Regions from separate parts of the Pan troglodytes genome. Here region 1 is linked to region 2. A link is a contact called in public HiChIP or PLAC-seq data. All regions are on one chromosome and are shown on one strand. Each heading gives the region's core, a stretch centred on a gene start, on an enhancer-like site or on the middle of the called end of the contact. The rest is flanking DNA. Distances are from core to core; before and after follow the strand shown. Region 1 holds the start of MAN1A2 (mannosidase alpha class 1A member 2). Region 2 holds the start of TRIM45 (tripartite motif containing 45).

What was found. HiChIP or PLAC-seq counts read pairs in DNA pulled down with a chosen protein or histone mark.
Region 1: an H3K4me3 HiChIP or PLAC-seq map of stem cell-derived excitatory neurons shows a contact between it and region 2, with 4 times the contacts expected there. The contact joins the promoter of MAN1A2 here to the promoter of TRIM45 in region 2. A contact is called at or near these places in 1 of 7 Hi-C or Micro-C datasets (stem cell-derived neural progenitor cells) and 1 of 1 datasets of contacts at active chromatin or transcription factors (stem cell-derived excitatory neurons).

The regions. Positions count from the first base shown.
Region 1 is chr1:114,590,934-114,596,881 of NHGRI_mPanTro3-v2.0_pri, reverse strand. It overlaps MAN1A2 (mannosidase alpha class 1A member 2), which reads right to left and starts at 2,637. Exons shown (of 13, transcript XM_513685.8): 1 at 1,480-2,637. The coding sequence starts at 1,781.
Region 2 is chr1:114,344,937-114,351,768 of NHGRI_mPanTro3-v2.0_pri, reverse strand. It overlaps TRIM45 (tripartite motif containing 45), which reads left to right and starts at 2,566. Exons shown (of 8, transcript XR_010152714.1): 1 at 2,566-3,252; 2 at 4,100-4,445; 3 at 6,369-6,832.

The DNA.
Region 1 (5,948 bases), core at 1,388-3,887, 250 kb before region 2:
GACAGATACTATTAATAATAGAGCTAAGTAATGTTAATGTGTGGCTGCTGTGAAACAGCTCTAAAAACAGCCTTAACACATTTTTTCAATATATTTCATATGTTATACAAATACCATGGGAAATAAGATTTTCAAGGAAAACTACTTTCACCGTTAATTTTTCAGTAACATATTTCACAGATCATATTAGTGTTTTCTTAAAGTCACAACAAGCAAAGTGCAAAATTAAAGAAACAAATACAGGAGTACAGTAGTCGAAAATGGCAAAAATTCCAAATTAACTTAGTTACAAAAGAATGGCATGAAACAATATTAGAAGTAACTACTCCATAAAATTCATCCAAAAGTCAAAGAACCATCACACAAGTAATGAATTAACTAGGTTGAGAAAAAAAGAAAAACCAGTTCTCATAAAACAGTGCATTTTCCCAAATATTTAATGTAGGCTTACAAGTGAACCTAAGCTTTTTCGGTGCTTGACAAAAAGTTAAAACTATCATCAGATGGGAAATGAATTCAAGCACATGATTTTTTTTCCCACATACTCAAGAATTATTTTAAGAAACAAGGAAAAGATGGCAGGTTTAAGAAAAGTCAACTACTTTCCCAAACTCTTGAGTACAAATATAAAAATTATAAAAATTGTAACTAGAGCTCCCATTTTATCCTAGTTTGGCTATGCTCTCCCCAGAGCTCACTTTAGATTTAGTGATCTGAAAGAATGTGAACCCCTTAATCAACCAAATTCTAATAGTTGCTTGACACAGTCCATCTATTACATTAAAAGAGAGAGCAAAATTAAGTTTCACAAAAATAAATCTTGTCTACAAGCCTCACAAAGTGCAATAACTTAGGATTCAATACCTTTTAACTTAACTGATTTCATATAGAGCACCAACACACATCCCCAAAAAAAGAACAAAAATCAGGATATTTTCACGTTAAGAAATGACAGGTATATTCATTCTGCCCACGTTTGTCATCCTAAAAAGCTGATTCACTACTAAGCTTCAACTACAAGCCAGAAAACGAGAGCCCTCTGGGAGAGCAAACCCAAAAGAGCTGTCAAGGTTCTATGCTTCGATTTCACATGGTGGCACAATGACTGACTGCAACACGTTACTAATAAATGCAGGCACAGCTTATGTCACCATTTCTTTAGGTTAAGTTTTCATACCTCCCTTCCCAGATGTCCACATTAGACACAACTCTGAACGCAAATGTTTTTCTTATATAAAACCGAAGAGAAGAACGACTTAGGTAGGACTCCAGTCCTACCAGTCTATGGACTCTACCATAGACTGGAGGTAGAGTCCCTCCAGTCTATGGTTTTATTCAGCCAGTCTTGAAGTAACAATACAATATTTACGACTCGAAAAATTACATTTTACTGCAAGAAAAAAAAAAAGACAGATTCGATCCAATCACCGTACCTTGCTCTGCCAAATGTTAGTACCAGAACTTCTGAAATAAACAAACCTGTGTCTATGTTCATCGGGTCCATGGATCAGGAAGACTCCGGGGTTTTTAGCCCCTTTACCGGCATCTACATGTGGAATTAACACATCTTCTAAACCCAAATCAAAGCGTTTGTGTTTTGAAGAGTCTGGAAGGAAAAAGAATGCCCCAAAACACAGAGTGATGAAGGCACTAAGAATAAGGAGAAGAATAAACTTCTCAGAAAGTCTCAAGGTAGCCCTGTGATGTGGGAAGGAGGGCGGCCCCAGGTTCAGAGGTGGTATCCTACGTCCAGAGAGGGGCAGCAGGGCTGGGGTAGTCATCGTTTACGCTCTTGGAGAGAATACTTTAGAAAGTTCTCATCTTATGTCAAATGTAGAATACATTGAACTGTCTTCAAAATCTTGGCCGAAATGGGAAAACTCAATTTTGCTCCTCTTAAAGGACTGTTGTGCTTTTTAAGAGGGCACGTCATTCACGCCCATCCATTCCCACTCAGAAACGTGTGTGACCTCCCCCAAACGATCACAAGTTTAGGTCCTGCGATATCTTCTTTAACATCTGTACTTCATCGGATAATTACAAGCCTCCTCTTCATTCCTAGGGGTAGATCAGGCAAGCCACACTGCAGAAAAGCTGCAAGGTGGGTTCTTCCATTCCTGCACCTCAGTGAGATGCTCAAACGTAGTCTTCCGCCCCGAAAGGGAGACTGGCGACATCCGAGGAGTTGTAGAAGGTTCACTTGATCTCCTTCGACGCTTCTATTCCAGAATCTCTTAACCTTAGCGGTGGAAAAAATAAGGGTCTCCCACGGACGTCTGCAAACAGGGAGGAAGGTCTCCCACTTCGCTGGGAAGCCGAAGCAGCGGCGCTGGGCGAAGTAGCAGGAAGGAGTTCTCGGCCGCCCGCGCTTCCCGGCGCTGCCTGGCACGAACCTGGCGCCCGGCTGAGTCCCGCTGCTGCCCACTCGACGGCTGGCGCGAAGGGCAATCGCGTCCGAAACACCTGAGCCCGGCCAGCCGCCGCGGCCGCCGCCGCTGTTGCTACCGCACGGGTCTGTCAGGGAGCGGAACTTCCTCCTCCGGCGGCCACTGAGAAGCCCCGGCGTGTCCTGGGGGAGGGGAGGCGCGGCGGCCGCCCCCGCCGAGCTCCTCCTCCTCCTCCTCCTCCTCCTCCTTCTCCTCCTCTCCGCGGCCGGTTCAGTGAACCCCGGCGCCTGCTCCCCGAGCTAGGCCGCCGGCCGCAGTGGCCGAGCCCCCGCGCCTAAGAAGCCGAGCCGGGGCCCACGCTCCGAGAGCCCGGGGTAGGCGCCGGCTCATTCCTCACTCAGCCCTGGAGCTGCGGGAGGCCCTGGGCGCGCGGGAGCAGCCGCGCCTCGGGCGGGCAGAGGTCGGCCGCGTCTCCTTCCTGCCCGGCCGTGGGGGCCTCCTCCGCGCCGCCTCCGGTGGCTCGCAGCTGCTGGCTCTGGCGGCGGCTGCCAGAGAGGCAGCGCGCCCACGCCGCTCGGGGCTGCGGCCCGGTCCCCGTACCCTGCCTCCCCAGGCCTGGTGAGCGCAGCAGCTGCTGGGCCGACACCCGTTGGGCTCACGCCGGAGAGGAACCGGAGGGCGGGGGCGATGGGACCCGGGCCGGCCTACCGGCCCCGACTCGCGAGTGGGCGTCCCCGGGCGGCGGAGTGTGAGGTGCGCGCGCACGCTCCCGGCTCCGCTGCCGCCGCCCTTCCCCCACCCAGCCTGGCTGCCCGGGCTCCGGCCTCGCGCCGCTGCCGGCTCCAGCAGCCCGAAAGCGTACTGCTGCCGCCGCCGTCTGAGCGCGAAAGAAGAGAAGGTCGCCCATCTGCGCTGCCACGAGAACTTCACCGGTGCCCAGGGCCTTGCCACCGCCAGTTCGTGGGGTTGACCCAGCGTTTGGGCGAGAGGGAGCGAGGGGTTGGGTCGCGAAGGTTTCGCTGAAATGTAGTGTCACCGGAGTTAATGGCTTCTGATGGCTTAGGTTAACGTTTACTGTGATTCTGTGGAAGTCTTGTCTTCAGCGATAGACCGTCAGGCCCGAGGATTCAGCAACAGGGTCTCAAACTTCCATGCGGCAGCCCATGCTCACGTTGTTGGGCCCCCGAGGCTCGATTAATAGAGCACCAACATGTGCCATGTTACGTTTTTAAAATAAAGTGGTGATCCTGCTCCTTCAGCTGGGCTTCCTTTCAGAGGAATCTAGGTACCCCCGATATGACAGGCGTCTCTTCATTGTTCAGTTTCTGGGGCACGTTCTATCATCTTCACACACCTCATCAACCCCCTTCCCATAAAAGAAAATGGATGAATAAGGAGGTGCTGAAACCCGAAAAGGCGACAATATTGTTTACGTTCAGGCTTAAAAACAATCTGAATCAATTCTGTTCTCCGTAGTATTGAGGAGAGCCATGTTGTGATTAAGTGCAAAAGATTTCCTTGCAAGATACATAGACTCTTGCATCCGATTTACTTGCAGGTTGTTTTTGTTCTAATATTGTCATTCCCTGTACACATCCTTTACTGATGACTGGGAATTGGAGAGGAGGCCCTTAAATGTCAGGAGAGTAAGTCAACCTTAGCTTAAAAATCAAGCAGAAAAGTCTCATGTTCATTGGCACACTTGTAACTGCATTCCAGTCTCCCAGTCTGCATTATTTCTAGAAGCTCTGCATATCTAACTGCCTACCACATGACAAAAGTCATTGTCATTGATCCTGCTTCACCAAATAAAAAGTAAAAATATTGAGGGCCACCTCTCACCAGTTCACCCAGGGAGACTGGTAAGCAAGGAGTGCCCGGTCCCTAGTGAGATTTATGTTGAACATTTGTGAAGAGTAGATATAAGAAACTTTTAGCCTTCCCAATGCGTCTTTATAAAATGTGCCAAATTTAAGAATAAGTCTCTAATGTTGAGACTCCGTAAGCCAAAGTGGGGGGGGGGGGGGGGCGGTGGGGAGGCGGGGAAGAACACACTGTTTTCCTACTGTTGAGATCATTAGTTTCCATGAAAAGTTCAGGGGAAATAAATACTGAACTCTGAAGGAAATAGCAAGTTATATAAATCATGAAAAATAAATATTACCTAGGTTAACACTAGAGTTAACCACAAGAGATTTCAATCATGAAACCTGACATAACCTAGTTGACAAGTATAGCTTAAGCAAGTAAGACCTCATTGCTGATGGAGAAGACCCCTTTTCCTTTGCTTGTCTGTTTTGCAAAATTCATTTTTCCTTCATGAGAGTAAAAACAATTTAGGGGTTATTGCAGATGTCCAAATGCAGCTAGCAATTTTAAAGTCATTGATGATACCGTCAGTTATCACACTCCTACACCAGCAATGAAAATACTGTATACATAGTATTACATATATCCACTCTTCTAAAGGCAAGTCTGAGTTTTTAAAGAATCATGTTGTTTAAAAAAAAAAAAGTTGCAAATGTATCCATTAATTATAATTATATGCACTTAAAAACATAGAAAAAGAATATTTGAAAAAGATTGCAACTATTCTGTTAAGATACTGGTTTTACATATGATTTTCTCCATTGTATTCTGTTGTATTATATTTACAATTAAATAAAAATTATAAAGGAACTGGTGCCTGAAAAAGTTAAGGTCAAATTTCAAATAGGTAGACTCGGTAGTATCAAGATGAACACACAGACCAGCCCATCTGAAGGCAATCAGCAGAAACAGTATGCAGCCTGTTCTATGTATGCGTGTATGTGTGTGTACACGTACAACAGGGAAGGATTTCATTCCAGAGAGTCTAAAAAGAATATTTCATTTTCAAAGAGTAGTTACCCTTTGATCAGAGATTCCAAAGTGATGATTTCCCTTTTACAAATCCATATAAATTAATATTTTAGAAATTAGAATTAATAAATTACTAACAAAATTTACTCCTGCAGATTTACAGGACCACTCCTAAGATCCACTCGTATTGCAATGTGGAAGTTACTTGTATTTGTTCAATCATGTGTTGACTTTTCTATTATTGAAGCCATTTCACACCTGTTATACACACATGCATGCACACACACACACACACACACACACCCCTAGCTCTGTTTTAAGTGAAACTGAAGTGCTACAGGAAAAAAATAAAAGCTGGTATACAAAAAGAGGCTTTTGATTTACTTATGTAACCTGTTCCAACTGGTGCCCAAAATGTACAAGGAAGATATTGGAGGAGAAATTACTCGACGTGACCACTGAATGTGTAGGGAAATAACAGGCTTCAGCCTTGCTCCTTCCAATCTTGCTTTCCTCTATGAGGCATTTTCCTCAGAGGTCAGGGATAAACTGAAGTTCAGTGCTGTGAAGCCCTCAAGTTAGATCCGTGAAAGTCGGCAAAGCCAAAAAAGCTTGGCTGCCTCTCTGAGCCAAAGTACGTGAGGCTCATTTGCTTATAAAAGACTCATTTGTTGGAGGACTACTATTTGACAAATCCTGTACTAGGTGCTGGAGATTTGG
Region 2 (6,832 bases), core at 1,317-3,816:
CTAAACAAGCAGTTTTATGAATCTATTGAAGGATGCAGATATTATCCTACAAAAATGGGGAGCTACTGAAAGTTTTAGAATGAAGACTGACTTGTATCATGTTTTTATATGTTTTTACAATTAATTTGGAAGAACTGTGTAGATCAAAAAAAATAAAGGGCAGGGATAATTCAGACACTATTGTGATACTTAAGGTGAGGGTGATAAAGAGCTATAGCATCTTAAAAAGTGTATGCAGTGAGGTGTTGGCAGTGGGGATGGAAAGAAATCGGTGTCTGCCTGGATATGGAACAAGAGAAAGGAGGCCAGCAGCACTATTAGGTTTCATGCAGGAGGGAAAGGAGAATGATGATACTCTGGAGAGAATCAAATAGGAAAATTCAGAGAGTGCAGTTCAGTGAGCAAAGAAGTTCAGTGAAGTTTAAGCTATGTGGGACTTGGTGATAGGAACATATTTGAGTGCAGATTTAGAAATCTATGTCAAAAGCTCAGGGGAGACATCAGTACTGGAAGCGTTGGTCTGGGAATCATCCACATGAGGAAATGTAGACGCAAAGGTAGGAGATAAAGTGGAGGAAGGGGAACTAGTGAGGATGGAGGGTGTGAGAAGCAGCCCAAGAGATAGAAGGTTAGGAGAGTAGAGTATTTCAGAAGTCAAGGAGGAGGCAAGTTTTAAGGATGAGGAAGTACAAAAAATGGTAAATACTAAAGAGATTGCCTATTGAGAAAAGGCCAGCAATATGGTCACTCATGATCTACAAGAAAGTCTCAATAGGAAAGAGGGGAGGAATAAATCGGTGGTGATGGTTATAAAAAGATGATGAAAGCAGACAGTGAGACCACCCTTTTGAGAAATATAGCGGCGAGAACCACCACTATTAATACGTTGAAGGGGAGCTAGATCAAAAGACGATTTGCTTCCCCTTTCAGGACTTCATCAGAACTCTTGGCAGAAAAACTGACTGACTGAAACATAGGAATAAGGTTTTGAGGAAGCAGGAGAGGTTGGGATAAAAAACAAAAATCTTGAGGAACTAATCTTGGCACTAAAGAATGGCAGTCAGGAGAGGTAAGAGAGGAGGTGTGAGGAATCATGGATTTTTTAAGTAGAAAGGCGAGGCAGTTCTTCAGACAACCTTGTTTTTCTCATCAATGGAAGAGAATTAGCTGCAGCATGTGTGAGGGATTTGATGCTTAAGAAACTGAGAAAGGAAAGGTAGAGGTGGCCAGGCGCGGTGGCTCACGCCTGTAATCCCAGCGCTTTGGGAGGCCAAGGCGGGTGGATCACCTGAGGTCAGGAGTTCGAGAGGAGCCTGCCCAACATGGTGAAATCCAGTCTCTACTAAAAATACAAAAAATTAGCCAGGTGTGGTGGTGCATGCCTGTAATTCCAGCTACCTGGGAGGCTGAGGCAGGAGAATCGCTTGAACCCTGGAGGTGGAGGTTGCAGTGTGCCGAGATCCTGCCATTGCATTCCGGCCTAGGCAACAAGGGCAAAACTCAATCTCAAAAAAAGAAAAAAAAAAAAAAAAGGGAAAGGTAGAGGTAGCCCGGATATAATCTTAGATATGGCATCATAAGGTTGTGTTCAAGTTCCAGATATGTTAACTTGGGCTGGCCATCCAAGACCTGGCAAGACCTCTTTGAGGCCATTTCCTTACACTATTGTTAAGGGTTGAATGAGATACTGCTAAATGAGATATTGCACGTGTAAATTATAAAGTACTTCTGAAACAAGAGAAGCTTGAAACTACTACCACAAGAAATGTGATACAGCATGAACAAGAGATGAAGTAAAGCACAGCCAAGCAGCAGGGAGGGTAAAGGTGAAGTTCAAAGCAAGAATATACAGCAAACCCAAGTCCACACAGTTTTTGTGACTTCCTCCAGCCTACTGGAGAGGCGAATGCAGATTTTGAGAGTAGATGCAAGAAGGACAAAAGGCTGAAAAAAATCTAGGTAAGGACTATTTAAAAATCTTTGGAGATATGCTTAACATTTGGAAATTACTTGCACATTTTATATAAAGGTGGCATTTGACTCATTGGCGTGTTATATTTTGGAAATGGCCAAACATTTCGTTTTTATATTTTATAGTGGTTTTTTTTTTTTTTTTTCATATTTTGGGGTTAACTTTTTTTCAGATTCCATACTTTTAAAAGCTTAGGCTCCAGACACTATGCCTATAGCATGAAACAGATAATGAAGGAATCAAGTGAAACAGTCGCCCACTGGGTCCAAATTAAGTAGGGAAGGTCATGAACAAAGAAAGCAGTGAGGGCCCAGTAGACAAGCTGACGCAACTGGAGATAACAACAGGTGGAGGGGAAAGGAGCAGCTGTTTCCATTTTTGGAATTTTGGAGAATCAGGAGACGCCTGGTAAGGCCAGAGAAGGCGGCCGTGTAATTATAAAGTTAAAGGGGTCGGACGTGTTCATCTTCCCAATTAGTTTTGATCCCACAAAGGGCTTGTCCCTCATTGCCACCGTCCATTGTCTCATTGTGACCAGGCAGGAGCCCTCCGTGATTGACTGATAAAAACAGCGGGTCCAACTCGCTCAGCTCGTTTCTGTTACACAGGACTGTGGAATCCCGGGTGACATTCAACTCCTTAGGTCATCTGCACTCCCCCCGGACCGGAAAACAAAGCCTTCCCGAACCCGACAAGGAGGGTGGCGCTCCCTGGCCCGGCCGAAGTAAGCCCTCCATTCGACACCTCGGCTCCACGGTCTCCCGAACCGGTCCCCGTAACGCGAGCCTGAGATGCCCTCACCCCCGAAAAATACCCAAAGTCGGGGAGCCGCGGGAGTGCTTGTACCCAGCACGCTAGGCCTGAGGGACCTGTGAGCTACAGTAAGCGCCTGAGGACAGAGGGGAGCCTCGCAGCCTCAAACCCGCGTGGAGGAGAAACGTCTGGCGCCCCCGAGCGGCCGAGACCTCGGGAGCCCGAAAAACGTCTCCCACTCCCAGCGCAGAGCCAACTGACAGTGCCATCCACCAATGGGAGAACCCAGTCTGCGTTCGTGGGACGAGTCCGAGGGCAGAAAGAAGGCCGTCCCGGCGCCAAATCAGCGTGGCTTTTTAAGAGGTCCTGAGGCCTCTCTGGTCACCACAGAGAGAGGGACAGTCCCTGTGAAACGGTGACGCTGACTACATTATGCCGCCTCGCTCCGAGCCTTGGCCTTTTCCTCCCGCCGCACTCTAAGCCCTTCGGCCGCCCCGCCCACGGCCGTGTCAGGTCCCGCCCCCCGCGTGAGTGGACTGGCGAAGATGTGGAATTTCCAAAACTTATTGGATGCTTAGTGGCGTCACTCTGGAGGGCGGCGGGGCCCGGAGCGGCGAGGGCCGCCCCTCTCGGACGGTGATTGGACTCGCCGGAGTAGACCGGGCTGGGATTGGTGTGAGGAGGGGCCAGAACCGCGGGCGTCCCGGGCCGAGGCGCGGGGGAGGCGGTGGACACCGAGAAGCCCGCCGGCGGCTTGCAATTCCGTCACCCGGCGCGCGCCTTTCGCAGAGGGAAGGAGCAAGAGGGCCTCTACCTCATCGTGCGCGGGCGGGGTCGGCCCTTGTCGCGTGTGGCGCGCAGTGGGGCGGGCGGCGGGAGGGGGGTGGCAGTGGAGGGAGCGAGAGGTGCAGGGGTGACTTTGTTGGCAGCAGGACTAGCTGGAGAGCTAGACCTGGAAGCGCATCCGGGGAGGACTTGCGGGGCAGAGGAGGGCGTGGGCGTGTCTGGTATGGGATGCAGTGGAAAGGAGGGGGCCCTCCTGAGTAGATCTGTGGGTGATTCCTTCGAGGAAGCCTCGTCTTCCTGTCTGCCCTTTTATTTGTCAGCGAGGGAGTCCCCATGGTCTCTGTTCAAGTTCTGGAAACTTTCTCTTTGGGTGGGCTTAATCACCTGCTACTACATCGTAGAACTGCCCAGGGCCCTTTCTAATATTGGTCACAAACGTGAGGAGTATGTCAGAAAACAGAAAACCGCTGCTGGGCTTTGTAAGCAAACTCCCTAGTGGGACTGCACTTGGGAACTCAGCCAAGACTCACTGCCCCTTGTGCTTGGGGCTTTTCAAAGCCCCCAGGCTCTTGCCTTGTTTGCATACAGTTTGCACCACGTGTCTGGAGCAGCTGGAGCCCTTCTCAGTAGTGGACATCCGAGGGGGAGACTCTGACACAAGCTCTGAGGGGTCAATATTCCAGGAACTCAAGCCACGAAGTCTGCAGTCGCAGATCGGCATCCTTTGTCCGGTATGTGATGCTCAGGTGGACCTGCCCATGGGTGGAGTGAAGGCTTTAACCATAGACCACCTGGCCGTGAATGATGTGATGCCGGAGAGCCTACGTGGGGAAGGCCAGGGCCTGGTGTGTGACCTGTGCAACGACAGGGAAGTAGAGAAGAGGTGTCAGACCTGCAAAGCCAACCTCTGCCACTTCTGCTGCCAGGCTCATAGGTAAAGATGGGACACTCCATCAGGTGTAGCTTAAGAGCAGATTACAAAGAGGTGTCAAGACAAATCCCTCGGTGAGCAGATGAAAAGGAAAGCCTTCTCAAATACCGTGGAAGGTCAAAGAGCAATATAACAATGCAATAGCAAATACTCCAGTACAACAGTTAACCCTAATATAGTAGCCTAATATAGCAATAGCAATAAACCCTTTCAATTTACAAAGTGCAGCTACAGTTTCCTTCAGTCATTCGTGTAGTGAATAATTGTACTGGGTGCTGGAGAAACAGGAGAATGAATATAACAGCATAGATCCTGTTCTTGATCTCCTTCGATCTTGCAACTCTTACAGAAAAGCAGGCCCTGTTTTCGCCCCCATTTATTAATTGGGGAAACAAGCTCAGCAATATTATGTGATTTGCCAAGGTCCTACAGTTGGTAAGTGTGTAACAGAACAGAGTATTAAATCCAGATCATTTTGACTACATTCCAGTAACCCATGCTATGCTCCTAGAATAGGTGATGATGATTGGCCGGACCTCAGCTTTTGCTTTGTACCTTAGAGTTACTCTGGAGCTTGGTGAGATGGGCTGGTAGGTGTTAATTGGGGTGCAGACTATGTCTTTTATGGCATTTGGTGAACAGTTTGTCAGATGGATCACTTTTGTCCCTTCGTACTCTACCTTACCCCATCCTAGGACACCAGAATATAAAATGACCACAGTTTTAGGATTAGCCTAAAATAGATTTCGGGTTCTACTTCCATTTGTTTTGTGGCTACACTAACAGAACAAGTTTGTAGACTTCACTCTATTTTTAACTTGTAATTATGTGATAGTTCCTGCGACTGTCTTGCTGCCAGCCAAACCAGCTAACCCTATTTTCTCTGCAGCCACTCTTCTGGTGCCAGAATAGGCATATAAGCTTCAAATTGATATAATGCTAATGGAGGAACTCTGAACAGTCACCATGTTTTTCTAAGGATTTCCCTACATCTCTAGAGGGCTACTATAGGAAAGGAATTAGAAAGAGAGCTTTGATTCTACTAACCATTGGTTTCACACTTTCTTTTCTCTTTTTTTTTTTTCTGAGATGGAGTCTGGCTGTAGTCGCCCAGGCTGGAGTGCAACAACGCAATTTCCGCTCACTGCAACCTCCACCTCCTAGGTTCAAGCGATTCTCCTGCCTCAGCCTCCCCAGTAGCTGGGATTACAGGCACATGCCACCACGCCTGGCTAATTTTTTGTATTTTTAGTAGAGACAGGGTTTCACCATGTTGGCCAGGCTGGTCTCAAACTCCTGACCTCAGTTGATCCGCCCACCTCAGCCTCCCAAAATGCTGGGGTTACAGGCGTGAGCCACCGCGCCCGGCCGGTTTCACGCTTTCTAATGATGTTGACGATGTCTCTTGAAAAAAATTCTAGCCTGCTGATTTGAGTGATACAGGTCAACAGAAATGCTTCACCAAAATCTTAGATGCAAGCTAGATGAGACTTGGTGTCTGCTTTTTAATTGCTTGGACTTTATTGCTGTGTTATCTGGCATGGTTTCTGTTTCTTGGTGCTGGTTTTCTGCCATGCCCTCACTGCTAGCTTACCTTAGGAAGCCGACTGTGACTCTTGTCTAAACTCTTTGGGAAAGTTCTAGCATGCAGTCATAGTCTTGCAACCTTCTGCATAGGCATGTAGCCAGCCAGAGCCCTAGTCTGTTCACATGTTATTCTATACAACAGCTCTTTCAGGTAGGTATTGTCCCCACTGTACAGACGAGAAACTGGAATCAGAGAGGATCATGCAATTAGAGATTAGAGCAAGGAATTGAAATCAGGTTTGTTTAACTTCAGATCCTGTGCTCCTAAAATCTCTCTGCCCAACTATTCCCAACAGAATTATCCCCTTATTTCCTGTTATTGATTCTGTTTGCCCCTAGGCGGCAGAAGAAAACGACTTACCACACCATGGTGGACCTAAAAGACTTGAAAGGCTACAGCCGGATTGGGAAGCCCATCCTGTGTCCTGTTCACCCTGCAGAGGAACTGAGGCTGTTCTGTGAGTTCTGTGACCGGCCCGTGTGCCGGGATTGTGTGGTGGGGGAGCATCGGGAACACCCCTGCGACTTCACCAGCAATGTCATCCACAAGCATGGGGACTCTGTGTGGGAGCTCCTCAAAGGTACTCAGCCCCACGTGGAGGCCCTGGAGGAAGCCCTGGCTCAGATCCACATAATGAACAGTGCCCTCCAGAAGCAAGTGGAGGCAGTGGCAGCTGATGTCCGGACATTCTCGGAGGGCTACATTAAGGCCATTGAGGAGCATCGGGACAAGCTGCTGAAGCAGCTGGAAGACATACGGGCCCAGAAGGAAAATTCCCTGCAGCTGCAGAAGGCCCAGCTGG